Regions from separate parts of the Zea mays genome. Here region 1 is linked to region 2. Evidence: chromatin contacts called from public Hi-C data. All regions are on one chromosome and are shown on one strand. The core of a region is the stretch at or near the end of the contact, and the rest is flanking DNA. Distances in the headings are between cores, read along the strand shown. Region 1 holds the start of LOC100273735. Region 2 holds the start of LOC100381498.

Region 1 (2,911 bases), core at 183-2,682, 280 kb after region 2:
ACTGGGGGAAACAATGTGGAATTCCACCGCTGTTTTTTTTAAAAAAAAGTATGTAGTTAGCATGCTGTATTGGATAAACACCTGATGTTCTATGGCATATGGTTTGAAACTAACCTGATGGGTTTCTGTCCATTAAACACAGCATCTGGTCGAACAAAGAGCAGGTCCTTGCCATTAGGGACTTTGAAAGAAGTAACACACGCTCCAAACAGATAAATCTCAGCCTCGCTTCATGCATAAAATGATTACACATTTAGTTGGCAGTAAAATGAAAAACAAGTGAGAGTTAAAGATAGTACTCCATCAATTCCTTTTTATAGGGCATATTAGGATTTGAAAAGACCAAACTAAATAGATTTAGTCCAATTATATGCAGCTATACGGTAATAAAGTAACATCACTAGATTATATATATATATGACACTAGTTTTGTAGAAATTTATACTGCAAGAGAAATAAGCGCCAAAGTATTTTTTCCAAAGTGCTTTAATTCAAAGTCTAATTTGCCCTATAAAAGAAGAGCACTCTAAAAAGAAACATGGGGGCATGGGGGAGGACGGGAGGGGGTGTACAATATTTTTCGCGCAGCAAAAGAGATACAGGATAAGTTTCTGAATGCAAATGTACCACCAAGGTAAGGTTAGGAGGCTGCCAAACACAGATACCATACCACAGGAATGCATCTGATAGATACTATTTAAAAATCATAATATCTACTGGGTAAACCAGCGAAGAAAACCATGCATAATTAGTCAAACTCTTGTTATATTTCCCCTGATCTAGTATTGTGAGTTGTGAGGCATGTTGCATATGCAGTTGATGCAACCTAATGATCCCCTCGTCTTACCCAAACCTCGGAGTCAAGTTCCCATCTTTCCAAACTCACCTCCTAAACCAAGCGTACACAGTCCCTAATCGCATACAGATTAGGCACGCAGGTTGATCGCCTGATGTGATTCCCAGGAAAAAGATGAAATGAAAAGAAGTACCTCCCGTGCGGGGATTTGAGGTCGATTTTCGGCAGCCCGCCATTGCCCTCCGACACCGCCACACCGGGCGCATACACCTTCTGCCCAACGCTGGCCATGGCCACCACACCAGAGCGCCTGCGATCAAGAACGACGAAGTCGAACCGACCAAGAATCGTCCGATCTTATCCACACACACGGATCGAGCCGGATAAATTCAGATTAGCAGCGGTTGTAGTAATGGTACCTGAATCGGCGGGGTGAACTGGAGGAGGAAACGAAGGAAAGTGGAGGGAGTGTGGAGGCGCAAGAAGCCGCCATTTCTGTATGGCCCCAAGGTGAAGTGGCTGCTTCAACAATTGCTCCCCTTCCTCGGAGAAGCTGAGACTTCGGTGGTGTTTACCGCTATGCCTTAGTTTTAGAGCTGGAAAATGGACCGGATCTTCTGAGCTATAGTGATGCGTGCTGTGATGTTTTATGTGTGCACCATGTCCCTGCCCTAGTCGTAGCGAATAAATACCGTAAGATCCTTAAATACCCTAAGTTAGACTGTTTTAAATTTAACGAACTCTATAGAAAATGCAATAATATATATTATCACATCAAAGTTGTATCACACATATTTTTATAACATACTTATTTGGCGTCGTAGTTGTTGTTAGCTTTTCATATAATAAAGTTGATCAAATTTAAAGTAGTCTGACTTAGGATGATTGTAAAACTGTTTTTTTTCGAAATAGAGGTGTATCATCGATATAAGTATGTTTGAATTTATCTTAGGTCACACTTTTAATTTTGAATTATAAATTGCTATAAGATCCCTTCTTCCTATGTTCAATGATTTGCATAATTAGACTCTTTAATACTAAAATGATTCCTTATATATACAACCGTGTGCTTCCATAACTAGAGAAAGCTCTGGTCCAACGGTGTCATCCAGTTCAGCCGCACCAGGTCCGGACGTCTATAAAAACACTCTAGACTGCCAGGGATTAGATTTTTAGCGGCAGCGATTCCCTCCGAGGTGGGTGAGTGGCGGCGACGCTACTGAAGCGGGGGGACGAGCGGCGCCGGTTCCTCGGGGCGGGCAAGCGACGGCGACCCCAAGGGCGAGTGACGACAGGGCCTCGGGGCCTCGGGACGACGACCCCGACAAGTGAGTGTCGGTGGCTCCCCATGAGGCGCGGTCGTCTCCGGCGACGGTTGCCACACTAGGCATGGGTGCCTCTGGCGGTCTGCACGGCGGTTCAAGCGTCATTCGTTGACCAACTCCTTCGATCCGGTGGCCTCGGTGACGTCCTCCCTCGATCCTTTATTTATGCATATGGTTGTTGGTTGAGCTCATACTAGGGTTTTCTTAATTAATTATGATGTATGGTGTAGGTATTTATGCAATTTTCTATGACGATTTATGCTTTACGTGATATCAGCTATCCAATTTTTGTGTTTATGGCATTTATGGACATCATAGATCACGAGATTCCTTTTTGATCTACACGCGAAAAATATGGCATGTGTTTCATTGGTGGGTGCACTCTAGGTTTGAGTGTAAAATCTTCAGTTTTTGAGCTTAAAAATCTTTAGTTTTGACCGTAAAAATCGAGCCAATGTGAGAAATATTGATAACTATGTTGTGTTGTATTTATAATCGTACAAATCATCAAATTCGAGCGTAAAAATAGTAGATATAGCATAAATGTTATTACATAAAATACCAAGGCACGTGAGAAACGTCATATCCATCATCATAAAATCCTCAAATGGAATGCATAAAATATTGCAATGCTCGGCATAAAAAATAATCATGGAAGACATAACACATGGATTAGATGAGGTCGTCGTTGGAGGATGCTCCAAAGCCGTCGGATCAGAGGATGTCGTCGCTGGAGGATGCCTGAGGCGCGCTGGATCGGAGGATGTCACGTGGATGGCGAACCTCTTCA
Region 2 (2,837 bases), core at 200-2,699:
ATTGCCCGATACCTACAGGGGGAGGATGATGCATGACAAACTTAAGCTCCACTGAAATACTGAAAGTTCCAAAGAAAATTCGATAGCGAAATTAGGCAAGAAATATACAGCTGAGCAGACCAAATAAAACAAGTCACATTGGAGACGGTTACACAGAACGTAATTTGATGGCATGCTGACAAAATCAGCATTATATTCTTATGGAAATGGTAAACGAAAGTCAAACAAAGGCTGGCCTACATTCCACATCAGGTGCTACTATTTGGCAGGAAGCATCACACAAAAAAAATGAAGACAGAAATGGAACTGCACAAACAATAGGAAACAGTCCTAGAATATCTTCAGTTCCAGATAACAACTGCAGAATTTACATTTTGCAGGAGAGCTGACCAAGTGCCACCATATAAGGTTAATTTAGAGACAGTGAGACAGACTACCAAACAAGAGTTGCCTGCCTAATTGCCCATTTCCATCACCTACAGAGGCTGCTGCAACAGAACATTTTTTTAATGCAGCCAGGAGGGCAGTACAAAACGTATAATCACCCAACATATTACCAGATATGACAATGACAGGACATGACGACACGGGGAACCTTGTGGACGGCGACGGTAGAAATTGGAATAACTATGAGGACAAGAGTATTGCGATTGCAAGGTTGTTGTGTTCATAGAAGCAGAGAATGCCTCATGAATACTATTAACATTCAAAATCAATGTAAATCCAGGACTACATATAGGAGGACAACAAGGCGTGGACGATTGCAATTTGCACAAGGAGGAAGGCGACCATTTTACTCGTCGTGTGTCCTGCGCGGTCCTAACTAGGACAACGTTGCATTGCATTGCATGGGGTAGATGAATACTATGTAGCTAATTTTCGATCCAACACGATGATGCCTAGCATAGCAGACCAGGAAACTAAATAGATCGAGAAAACGGAAGGGGAAGAGGACGGTTGAGTACCTCTCCTGGCCAGCAGTGTCCCAGATCTGGGCCTTGACGACCTTGTCGTCGACCCTGATGCTCCTGGTAGCAAACTCGACCCCGATGGTGGACTTGGACTCTAGGCTGAACTCGTTGCGCGTGAACCTGGAGAGCAGGTTGGATTTGCCGACGCCAGAGTCGCCGATGAGAACGACCTTGAAGAGGTAGTCGTAGTCGTCCTCCGCCCTGTACGCCATCGGTGCTGAGCCCCGGCAGGCACTTGCCTTCCCTTCCTTCCTGAACCGCGGTTCCTGAGAGGCAGGAGGACGGGCAGGTGAGGCCCGCAGCGCTTCTCGGGGCGCGGGAGGGGGAGAATGGCGAGGTGGTGGGAGGCGGACGCGATGCGTGTGGTGGCGCGTATAATAAAGAAGAGGAGCAAGGCGAGGGCCAAGGGGCCGGCGGAAAAATAGCAAGCGCGCTGCGGCCTGCGCCGCGCCGAAGCTGCCTCCCTGGCCCTGGCCGCCTGTGTCAGGTTGCCGTTCGGCGGCCTTGGTGTCATCTCGTTCTGATCTGCACATGCGGCCGACCCGGCATAGGACGCCGGCCGAGGGTAACCATCACATATTCAGATGGCAGGAATGCCTCCACATGATGAGTACATGACGAAGGAGAATCCAACAGAAATGTTGGGGACTACCAACTAGTACTACTACCCTAGAGCAGGTATTTTGCTTGTTCAAGTTCATGAATCAACGTGTAACAACTTTATGCCTGACACTGCCAAAGTTTAGGACCGACAGATTAAAGTCAATTATTTGGACTGATACATCTAAAATTTATAAAGACAAAAACACCGTAGAAGTCGGTACGAATTAAACATGTCATTTTTTAAATGAGCAACATGGTATAGTCCATCGTCATGGCGTGCTCGCACGTTCGTGTTTAGTGGCTAAGCATGTCAGGATAGAGTCACTGAAATGTTAAATTAGATGTTGAACCGTGAAGTGATCTAGTTTAATTCAGAGGCGAAGCAGGTAGCAGTTAATAGAGGTGCAAATACACTCCTTAAAAACATGAATATAGTAATTTTAACTAAAATTTTACCATATATGCATTATCGGTGTTTGCATATACTTATCACTAACGGAATCCGAGGCTTTGCCGAGCGTCGGATTTTTTGCCGAGTGCCTTTTGTCGGACACTCGACAAAAAAGGCTTTGCCGAGAGCCGCACTCGACAAAGTTCGGCTCTCGGTAACAAGCCGCTTTACCGAGCGCAGGACACTCGGCACAGGACCATACTCAGCAAAGACATGTTTGCCGAGTGTTTGACACTCGGCAAAGAAGGCGCTCGGCAAACAGCCGTCAGCGGCCGTCCTAAAGCTGACGACCGTCAGCCTTTGTCGAGAGCCGAGGACTGGCACTCGGCAAAGTGGCTTCTTTGCCGAGTGCCAAATACTGGGCACTCGGCAAAGAACTCTTTACCGAGTGCCTTCTATAGATACTCGGCAAAGCATATTTTTGTTTTTTACATTTTGGCCACCAAACTTTTTGTGGTATGTTCCTACACTATGTAGACCTACATGTACCATTTTGGGACAATTATAACAGTGTTTTCTATAGCTAGTAGATTTAGTTTATTTATTTTAATTTCTTCGGAAAATTCAGATTTGAACTGTAGGTCACTCGAAACTTGGAAAACCGTGCATGCAAAAATGATATTCATGCTACTTAGCACAAGTTACGACCGATTTCAGTAGCGGGCCGGAAACTTCAAGCACCATGCTCACTCAACATGACCGTGAACTTGCCATCCAGGTGTTTAAAAATTGTATAAAACACAGACAGAGTCAAAAAATCATGAAACCTGTCCACGTGTCATGATATCATATGTAGAGGCTGTGATAAAAAT

What was found. A called contact is a pair of places that touch in the nucleus more often than the background predicts.
Region 1: a Hi-C map of ear shows a contact between it and region 2, with 4 times the contacts expected there. The contact joins the promoter of LOC100273735 here to the promoter of LOC100381498 in region 2. A contact is called at or near these places in 2 of 25 Hi-C or Micro-C datasets (ear and endosperm).

The regions. Positions count from the first base shown.
Region 1 is chr7:93,813,539-93,816,449 of Zm-B73-REFERENCE-NAM-5.0, forward strand. It overlaps LOC100273735, which reads right to left and starts at 1,433. Exons shown (of 10, transcript NM_001360309.1): 1 at 1,216-1,433; 2 at 990-1,106; 3 at 115-228; 4 at 1-29. The coding sequence starts at 1,289.
Region 2 is chr7:93,535,712-93,538,548 of Zm-B73-REFERENCE-NAM-5.0, forward strand. LOC100381498 reads right to left here and starts at 1,450. Exons shown (of 2, transcript NM_001174329.1): 1 at 966-1,450; 2 at 1-12. The coding sequence starts at 1,183.